2 separate regions of the Arachis hypogaea genome follow, and region 1 is linked to region 2. Evidence: chromatin contacts called from public Hi-C data. All regions are on one chromosome and are shown on one strand. Each heading gives the region's core, a stretch centred on a gene start, on an enhancer-like site or on the middle of the called end of the contact. The rest is flanking DNA. Distances are from core to core; before and after follow the strand shown.

Region 1 (5,251 bases), core at 933-3,432, 100 kb after region 2:
ATGTATATAATATATACTCCAATATTTATTTCATGTCAATCTGCTTAAGTCTCAATATATATTATGTTAAATCATTTCTAATCTCTCCCTATATAGTCTAGTATAAATTGGCTTGGTATGTTATGGGAATAAAACTATTCTAACCCTATGATTATTTACACAAAAATTTGAACTTAATAATTTCTTAGAAAAAAAAGGAAGAATTGGCAAACCTGATGATGTGCTAAGCGATCATTGGTCACTCATTAATATATAATGTTTTATACAGTATTTGTAGGAGATTAATTTTCATATTTAACAATGTAAAAAGTTTCTTCGGGTTCTAGATATGTTGATTTGTGATTTTGGATACGTAAGTTTTTAGATTCTGGATGTGCTAAAATTTGACATTTTTTTAATGTGCTAATTTGAACATTTGTTCACGTGTAGTTTTAGTATCTTCAATTTATATCTTTATAATTTTACATTAACGTGAAGTATTTGTACATCGGACTATTTTTTATTGATTAAGAATATATAGGTAGTGGTGTGAAAAAAAAAAGTGAAAAGAATAAATAAATACAATAGATAAAGAAATAAAAATATCCAAGGATGCAGATCGGATTCATGAATTTGCTTTTCAAATTCATTATCTGATCCTATTTTTTAGATAATTTTTAATATCTAATTCACAAGATTCTGATAAATGAGAATCCAATTTGCAGATTTAATGAACCAAATTCATGTTGTATACTCCTAATTATAAGTAAAATATCTATTTAGAAAATAATGACACAAATTGATTTTTGAAATATTAATAACTCGAATTAGTTACTAAAACTTGTGTTACCAATTTGGCCTTGAAAACTAAAATAATCTATGATCAACATTAGTACTTCATCGAACTCCTGTGTGACTTCATCAATCCTATGATGATGTGGAGTGCCAAGTGACACCCTAACACTTTCAAGTTTCAACAAATAAATAACTCGGTAATGAGTTTCTATTCACTCAAATAAGTACTTGAAGAAGTAAGTCCCATGATTTCTTCTACTAAAAACCTACTTCAACTCGCTACCATTAACAACACCTTCATCCTCCTTTTCTTTCTCACTCAATTCTCATAGTTTCCCTTTAACAACACCAACAAAGAATAGAGTCGATACCCAACAATGGTGCTCCAACACCACCAAAGATGGTCTAAAAGGGCATATTGTTTTAGATAGCCACCTTCAAAAACCAATTTGAATCAATATTACTTAGTTTCAAATAGAAAAAATACTTTTAATTTGATAATACAACTAATCTATTAATTCATACATGTTTTAAACTTAAAATTTTCGAATAAACTTGTTTTTATTTTTAATATTACTCATTCGGTTCCAAGAAAATAAAGAACACAGCACTCTTTAAATAATGATTTGTTATTAGAGATAATAAAAAATTAGATTAAATTTTTCTAAAATAAAAAAAAATTAAAAATAAGAATTTAATCTCTCTTGAATCAAGATAGTAATGCTTTCACATGATAAAAATTTAAAATTCAACAATAATTAACACATTATCTTATCATTTTACAATTCTCTTCACTTTAGAGAATTTTTTTTTCAAAAAATTTAGCAAGGTTTTAGACCTTTTTTATTTTGTACAAAAAAAATGGTTAATTTGAATAGTATTTTAAATCTAACCTATTGACGTAAATATAATGTTTTAATTATCAATGCGTTATAATTCAAATGATATAGTCTTTTCATATTCATCTAAAAGACCTAAAAGATTGTGGGTTTGAGTCTTTCTATTTTTAATAAAAAAAATATAATGTCTCTATTTAAGGATCAGCTATCAAATTGAACATTTTTAAAATTCCATGTAAATGGAAGTAATATTTTTTTATGTTCTATTTTATATATATCTTGTCTTCTATAATAATGTCCCTTTTTATATTTTTTTTCTATTAAAATCATCTTTGACTTTATATTTAGAAGTTTTCAGCGAACCATAAAAATTAAAAAAATATTAAATATATAATATTTTAACCCTTAAACAACTAAAAATAGTGTGAAAAAGAAAATAATAATAAACAAAGAACGGTGGTAAAGTAATCGTTCTCAATTTTGGAAAATTTATGAATAAAGTGACAATTTATGTATAGTTATCTTCATAGTAATTTAATTAATAAACGAAAAGAATTGCATATTTTAAGCATATGATGACGTTGAAAATGAAAGGAAATGTAGAGCGAAAGAGGGGCAGTTGAGTAATTTGACATGTGGAATAAGCAGTATAAGAGGCGGGGTGGCTCAGTCGAACAACTTTAGCCGCAAAAGACAGTTTACTATAACACACAGAGTGACACACACAAACACTAACAGTCGCCGGAAAATTCCAACTCCGGCCATCATCTCGGAGCAAAAAGCCTCCTTCTTCCGCGGCTACGTTGCCGAGAGTGAAACTGAATAACAGAAAAGAGAGTGAGTTGGGTGGGTGGGAAAGATTGGTAGGAAGCAGTGCATGATGGGATTTTGCATATGCCCGTTAGAGACTCCTGCAAGGTTGCTTTGGACAACCAGCTTCTTCCGCCATAAGCTCATGATCTTTTAATCCCAACCCATAATCATAATATTCACAACCACCTTCTAATTCAAACTACTACTACTACTATTACTACCTTGAATTCTTAGTTACTTGCTACTACTAAGTTGCTAAGATAATAAGCAAACTCTTAAACACACACACACACATCTTCTTTGTGATCTCTATTTGCTTCTCTTGTCTCTGTCTCTCTCTGAGTCATGGAATCTGGTGGGAGGCTTTTCTTTGATCCATCTGCTTGTAGGGGGAACAACAACATGCTCTTCCTTGGCACTACTGCTGATCTCGCTTTTCGAGGTGACTCTGACTTTCATCTCTCTCTTTCTGTTTTTTTGTAGATCAACTGTGTTGTTGGTTTTTGAATTTTGATGCTTATGATGGAAATTGGAAATGTTCTCAACTTTGAAATGGAAAAAGTTTAAATTTTTGCTTTGGATTTAGGCGGTCAAAGGGCAGATTAACATGAAATTCTGTTTTGGGTTTCGTTAAAAGTAAGCAACTTGATTGTGCATCCAACATGGGTCATGAATTGGAATTTTTCATTATTTTTTCTTTTCTTTGTTATTATGTTACTGTGTTCTTAGAGTTCAGAACTTTAGCTGGTGTTTGAAACTGATAGTAATGCACAAAAGTGAGTTAATTGTTTAGTTTGCGTGTGATTTTGAATTGAAATCATATCAGGAAGGTCGATCCTGAGCATGGATGAAAGCTCAAAGAGGCGACCTTTCTTCAGCTCACCGGATGATCTGTTTGATGATGAGTACTATGAGGAGCAGCTTCCAGAAAAGAAGCGCCGCCTCACTTCCGAACAGGTTCGTTGTTTGATGATTGATTGAACTATGTTTTGGTTGTTTCAGTATGTTGATGCTCTTAGTATAATATGCATCTGATCTTATGTTTCTTTATGATAAGCAGCATATTTTTGTCAACACCATAACCATATATATAGTCTTGGTTTGACATTTGCTTTGAGTTTGGTTTTAAAGAGAAATTCGAAACCATTTCCTTCTTATTGCTACTTAAACCACAACGAAAGAATGAGTTGAATTGCTTGTTCTTGTTATCAATTTACTGATTAACAAGATTGATGGGAAGGATTTTCAGCAAAGCTATTTTGACTTATTCCCTTCAGTTTCGTTGATTTATATTGCTGTGAAAAAAATTATGATATAAGGCAGTGTCATATCATAGCTTGGAAATATTCCTATTGTGACACCACTCTCTGGTTGATTTTTCAGGTCAATCTGTTGGAGAAAAGCTTCGAGGAAGAGAACAAGCTGGAGCCAGAGAGGAAAACCCAGCTGGCGAAGAAGCTGGGGTTGCAGCCGAGGCAGGTGGCAGTGTGGTTCCAGAACCGCAGGGCTCGGTGGAAGACCAAGCAACTTGAAAGGGATTATGATGTTCTCAAGGCTTCCTATGATTCCCTACTTTCAACATATGATTCCATTGTGAAGGAGAATGAAAAGCTCAAATCTGAGGTAACATCTATCATCTATGTTGTTTAAAATTTCATTTAGACCATGTTTGATTAGTGTTTTAGAATAATTAAAATACAAAAAACCTAAAATAATAATAATAAAAAAGAGACATTTCACATTTCTATTGAGACAGATACTATACAAGGCCTTAATCTAAAAAGAAGATAGATTTTGCTATTGAGATTTGATGGGGATTTATGCAATTGGGGGAATGGGTGAAGTGAACACTATAAAGATAACACCTTGCATAAGGGCAATGGAATTTTGGGTGAATAGAAGAATATAGACTATCTGTCAACAGTGAGGTTCCTGTATAGGATAGAATTTAGTGCATTTCCAATCAGAAGTCCATCATCACAGGGAAGCAAATCGACACTTCCACCAATAAGATGATTGGGAGCTTTCTAGAGAGGGCCCTACACATGAGATTCGACACTTACAATAATCACATACTAGCAAAGAAGTAGCATCTGTTCTGAACCCCACCTCATTTGAAAAAGAAGGCCCTTTCAAAGTAGCTATGGCGAATATACCTTTGTAGCCTTCTCACACTATGCTTAAGACTTCCTTTAGTGAAAAGGACCAATGAATTTTGTAAAAGGATTATGTGAACCAGCCAGATAAACTAGTTAACAAGTGGACACTAAACTATGATTCTTAACTGACATATTGACTCTCCAACAGGTGGTATCCTTGAATGAAAAGCTTCAATTGCAAGCTAAAGATATGCCAGGGGAGCCAATATCGGACAACAAAGCCGAACCGCTTCCAGTTGAGATAGCTCAAATCATCAGCATGAAAGTTGAGGATCGGCTGAGCACTGGGAGTGTTGGAAGCGCCGTGGTTGATGAGGGTAGTAGTCCACAGCTTGTTGTTGAGAGTGTTGATTCATACTTTCCTGCTGAGAACTATGGCGGCAATAGCGGCAATAGCATGGCCCCAATTGAGAGGGTTCAGTCAGAGGAGGAGGATGGGAGTGATGATGGGAGGAGTATCTTCTCAGATGTTTTTGTTGCTGCTGAAGCTGAGCAACAGAACCAAGAAGAAGGGGAGGTATTGCGTTGGTGGGGTAATATTATGTTGAATAATGCAGCAGTGCTTTTCTAAGTAGTTGCTTAATGGAAAAGTTTTAAAAAGTATTGTATAATTAAAGTAGATGATGATGGATCATGTGGTCGACAAAGAAAAAGTAAACGTTTGGG
Region 2 (5,792 bases), core at 1,837-4,336:
AACAATTTTATTTTCTTATAACAAATATTAAGAGTTGTTTTAATTATTTTAGACAATATTTTTTAAGCATTGTTTAGATTATATGTTGCCATAGGTAAAAATCGTTGTAGTGTTGATTTGTTGTCACTCATACATTCTTTCGATTCTCAATTCTCTCTTCTTTGCTTACTTCTTTGATTCAATCTCTATTTTGATTGACACATGATGGTTGCACATACATTCTGACTTTTAACAGAATATAAACTTATTATTGGATTAACCATCGAGTCATTGGATTAAGGGTTAAGTACGATTTTGATTCGTAAGGTAGGGGTTGAAAAATTTTTTTGTCTCCGACCTTTTTTTACCTATAAAAATGGTCTCTAAGATTTAACTTAATTTTAAAATCGTCCTTCAAACTAAAATACCATTTCTTTTTCCCTTCTCCTTCTCCTTCTTTCTTAAAATCAACCAGAAAAAAAGTAGAAGCAACAATGATACAGCAACAACTAAAAGCAGAAGAACAACAACAACACCAGCAGCAACAATAATAAAATCATAAGCAAAATTAATGTAATCAAAAATATAAATAGAATTAAAATCAGAATGAAACATAAGCATAAACAAAAACAGAAACACAAAGATCAAAGTTTAATAAACAAAAAGTATGGTAGCACAAAAGAATTCTCCATCAATTTACACACACGATATCAAACATTCAAAAAGATGGGCAAACATATGAAATGATGATGATGAATTACGGTCTTGACTAAAAAGGAATAATTCGGATGACTATCTGATGGTACACGGCAGTAAGAGCAGTTCCAATAAAAGGCCCAACACAAAAAATTAACTACAATGAAAAAAAGGACATATGAAATTTAGAAAGAAATGAGTAAGAAAAAAGCCAAAAACAAAGAAGACATACTTGATCATTCCATACATAGTGTCTGTTGAAGACGATGGCAGCACCAAGACTCCTAGCTGGGTTAATCCCAGTTCCAGTGATAGGAATGATTGTCAAGTGGACTAAGAAGACAACAAACCCGATCGGAAGCAGCGGCGACCGGCGAAGAGCAACGACGACCGGTGACCGAGCGAGGAGGAAAAGCAGAGACGGCAAGCGGCGAACGGCGCGCGACGTCCACTCTCGCGGATCTGCTGGCGTCGATGTCGAGGAGTAGCAATGAGGACCAAACGACAAGGAGTAGCGACGAGATCCAACGACTGAACAACGAAGAGTAGCGGCGTTGGCGAGGAGCAGCGGCGGCGGATTCCCTTCCCCACCTGCCCTTCCCCCTCTTCTTCCATGAAAATCCTACCTCGCCCCTGTGAGATTAACCCTTTCCCTATTCCCAGCCCTTTAACCCGTTTTTCTTTCTTTTTTTTTTATATTTTTTTAATCCGGGGTAATTTAGTAATAAAAATTAAAATTTTAGTAAAAAAAAAACGATTTTAAAATTAAGTTAAATCTTAAGAACAATTTTGTAGACAAAAAAAGGTTGAAGACAAAAAAAATTTTCAACTCCTACCTTAGGGAAGTTTTTAAATAAATAATGTTTTCTTATTAAAGATTTAAAGCGTTAAATGCAAATCTAATATCTTCACCGACTGAGTTTATTTCTAAATAGGTATATTGGTATATTCTTATTATTATTATTATTAATAAGTGGGTTTCTGTATAAACTTTCAAGTTAAGTTCAACTTTTAAGGATTCCAACCTAGCTAAGATATGTGCAGAAACATATCTATATATATTTAATAGCCGACGAGCTAATCTTTTTTATTTATTTATATATATATTTTATCATGTCTAAAACCTGTTTGCCCATATTTCACCATAATTTATGAACTCATAGACTAACAATATATGATATTTCGTCTAATGTTGTCTCCTCATTTCTAAGTCTTGGATCCATATCTTAGCTATTTTGCAGGGGGAAAAGGGAGGTTATAAGGTGGAGAATCAGGAACAATAATAATATTCTTAACAACATTTAGTATGTTACACATTATTATTAATGATCACATGTTTCTGGGTGGCATCAAGTAGTGTAGAAAAAGTAAGTGATGAATTGTTCCCTTGATTCCATTCATTATATGCTTAGAAGATGAGAATAAGGTAATTTTAAATTGAAGAAACTTGGTTATACCATCCCTGGCCTCCAAAGAAAGATTATCGAGTTATGTTATCTTGTGAGGATAAAGCAAAATTAATCCATTACTTTTTACGGGGACGAGTGGACTTTGTTTATTTAATTTTATTTAGAAAAAGTCTAGAAGGCCAGCAGTTTTATTGAATTTTGGCCAGCATGTAACCAGCAGAGGAAGGTGAGCCATTGGATGAAATCTCATATCAATCTCACACCATCAAATCATCATTGATGACTAGTTGATGGCTAACAATCACAAAAATTGCTGGCCCCCTAGCATTGCTCTTTTATTTATTTATTATTTATTGAATTTCAATTGAGTCGAGACCGATGTTCCCGGAGAGGGGCCCAATGGTTGGACGACTCAGCAAAACATGGAAGGAGGCCATAAAAATTTTCAAATATTCTTCGTCCAAAAATAATTTACAGTGTCATTTAATTTAAAAGTTTTGTTTATTCGTTTAATTTGGATAGAATCTAGTCACGTGCTTTGTCTTGAACTATAAAGTTCTTGCTTACTCATGATCATGCAAAATCATTTTCCAAATTTGTAGATAGCATGCATATATACATTTGATAAGTTTATTCCATTATATATAAAGGCATCTGTAATATTTTTGTTCCATGTCCATCATATTTTTGCATCTTGCACATGCCACGAAATTCCTTTTGCATGAACCTTCCAAATTAATTGACATATGAGTTGGTATAATTCAATAAAAACGACTGGTTTAATAGTTCAGGAATATTACATTATATTAACAGTAGTGCCTTAAGAAATTCAAAATACAAACTATTTTTTCTTAAGTGATGTTGTGAAGAGCAACCACGTGTCTTGTAATGAAATTGGCCTTTCTTGTGTCCGAAAGGAAATTAGAAGTCATGAGAAGGGGAGATTATGTGTAAGATGATTTGACATCTCAATTTTCCTAATGCATACTATATATGCTTGATGGGTCTATTTTTTTTTTTAAATATTGGATTGAGGTGAGATTTTTTCTGAAATGGCTCAATAATGGATGTGCAATCCACGTGTATGGAAAAAGATATTTTTTTCTTGGCCGAAATCGCAGGGTTTAAACTTTAAAGACTTTTCGGTAAAAGCGTTGATAAAATGGAGCGGGTGCCTTGTGAGATGGACGGTGCGAATTATAAATTTCTCGATGTAAAATTCAGATAAATAATAAATAATTATAGGAACAAAAGATTAAGAAATAAAAAATTTATAATTTGAGGACACCGATGAGAATTTAATTTAGAAAATAAAATTAAACGCAAAAATATAATTAATTGTAGACAAATGTGTAATAGTGTTAAAATTAATTGTACCGATTTAAATTTATTCGGTACTGCGTGTGAGAAAATCAAAACGATAAAAATGACAAGAAAAACATTTAGAACGAAAATTTGGACTGAGACCAAATTGAATCGGGGAGAGAGAGAGAGAGAGAGAGAGAGAGAGAGAGAGAGAGAGAGAGAGAGAGAGAGAGAGAGAGAGAGAGAGAGAGAGAGAGAGAGCCCTAAGTTTTACTATTTACTCATCACACTCAAATTCTTGTAACTTCCAAACCGTATCTCCGATCGAAAGCTCGTTTATGGCCACGCGACTACCTCGTCGTCCTCTTCGATTTTATACCATTTTTGTGGTGAGTACTTCCAAGAATCCTGAGTCATTTATGTTTCTGCCCTTCGTGTTTTGGTATGTTTGGTGTTGAAATTTTGTAATTTTGACGCAATAAAAAAGCTCTAACATGGATTATAGTTGAATTTCATCCAAATTTTAAATGGGATAAGACATGGTGACTTTTTTCTTCTTTAAACCTCCATTTTATATGAATCCTAGGTTGAGAATTTCGTGAGTTTGGATTTATTGGAGTAGCTTGGATTGCTTGGTTGATGTTGGTGTGGTTTTGGCAATTGGGTTACTTGTGGAGCACTTGGTGGAGGCTCGGTAGTGCAAATTGAATCCTGGGTCCTTTCAGAGTGATAATCAAAGAGTTGGAGAACTACCGTTATTAAAATACGGGTTCTGGTTTCGAGTAGACATTATATAAAGTGATGTGAAAACATAGGTTAAAGGCCCTAAGATAGTGTTGAATGGAAGTAATTGCTGTTCTAAATGATTAATTAGTTAGTGTGAACTTTGTGTTGAATGATGCGTTGAATAATGATATATGTGTATATTACATGATGGTTGGATGTATGAATTTGATATGAATTAGTATGAATTTGAGAAATTAGTATGATTGATTTCAATACAAAATTGTGGTTGATGTGATAATTTGGACTAGAGATCGTAATGAGATAAGTTATGGTAAGTTGGTGGCATTGCCATATTGTGATGTGTATATGTGTGATTGAATTGATGGATGTTGTGTTTGATTGCCTAAGACAGGCTATAGTATGAGGATTTAGGCCGGAGACCGTGATTGGGTGAGGTATCCCCTTCTTGGTAAATTATGAATCTTAATTGAGGTATTGAAAGATTTAATTGTATTAGGTTAATGATTGTGGATGCATAAGTGTGATGGACTATGAAATTGAATTGGAAATTATTGATTAATGCTAATAATGAGGAATGAAGTAGTTAATTGAGTTGGATTTGGTTGTTTGGGCTTCAAATGGCTAGGGCATGATTTGAAATTGATAATTGTGTAAAAAGGATACCTAGAATTGGGCTAGGTTGTTTTAAAACTGGCAAATTTGAAAATTGGTGAAATTGACAATTATACAGAAATTGGTAAAACCAGATTTTTGACTAATTTCGACAGGTCATAACTTGGCGCTCGAAACTTGAAATTTAATTAACTTTATCTCAAATTAAAGATGATGATGAGAGCTTTAAAACCATCTAAGAATGTAGGAAAATGAATTTTTGTAGCAAAAATTATGCCCATTTGAAAAACTACTGTAAAAAACTGAAATTGCAGAGTTTGCAAAAAATCAGCAAAATTGGTTGGTGTGCGCACGCATAGAAGCGTGCGTGCACACCACTCAGAGCTAATGATGCACCTTGTGCGTATGCACAAGAGATGCGTACGCACGAGTCAGGAAAAAGTTGCAACTTGTGTGTATACACAGGTGATGCGTACGCACGAACCCTATTTTTCTCAAAAACTATTTTTGACTGTTCTACCTTTCTAACGAGGTTATAACCCCCTCTAACCTCCGTATAGCGTTGAATAACTGATAATTAAGCCTTGAATACACTACGAAGTGATATGACAAATTAAATTGAACTATTCTCGGATAAACACTTAGTTAACAGGATGAAATATTACGGAGATGGTGGCTTTGTCCCATCCGCAGTGAAGACGGTGGTGTTATCCCGCTCACGAGAGAACAAAATTGAGTATTTGATAAAGAATTCAGTTAAGGGATCTAACAAGTTATAAAATTGATTAAAGTAAATGATTATGACTGATTGTGGTCTGAATGACTGATTTGGAAAGGACAGTGGTCTTATCCCGCTTGTGTGGTTGAGATTGAAAAAGATTATTGATAGGTAAGGTCAGAGGTTCATCCCGCTTGCGCATGTGGTTTGGCACTTGCACGAGGCAAGGGCGGAGGTTTCATCCTGCTTGTCTGTGGTTGTCGTGTGATGTAGGGACGATGGTCTCATCTTGCCTACACATTCTCTCTCTTGCAAGGTGTGATAGG

The links. Hi-C and Micro-C count contacts between places; a contact is called where the count stands out from the background.
Region 1: a Hi-C map of an unstated tissue shows a contact between it and region 2, with 4 times the contacts expected there. The contact joins the promoter of LOC112802484 here to the enhancer-like site in region 2. A contact is called at or near these places in 5 of 8 Hi-C or Micro-C datasets (leaf and an unstated tissue).

What each region holds. Positions count from the first base shown.
Region 1 is chr5:105,889,510-105,894,760 of arahy.Tifrunner.gnm2.J5K5, forward strand. It overlaps LOC112802484 (homeobox-leucine zipper protein HAT5), which reads left to right and starts at 2,183. Exons shown (of 4, transcript XM_025845722.3): 1 at 2,183-2,868; 2 at 3,253-3,383; 3 at 3,810-4,049; 4 at 4,734-5,251. The coding sequence starts at 2,772. The coding sequence ends at 5,156.
Region 2 is chr5:105,788,080-105,793,871 of arahy.Tifrunner.gnm2.J5K5, forward strand. No RefSeq gene overlaps it. Among protein-coding and RNA genes, the nearest start is that of LOC112802476, 22 kb to the right of the region's middle. Within about 2 kb of position 3,087, at least 2 of the 3 cell types and tissues checked have open chromatin away from gene starts, as enhancers often do.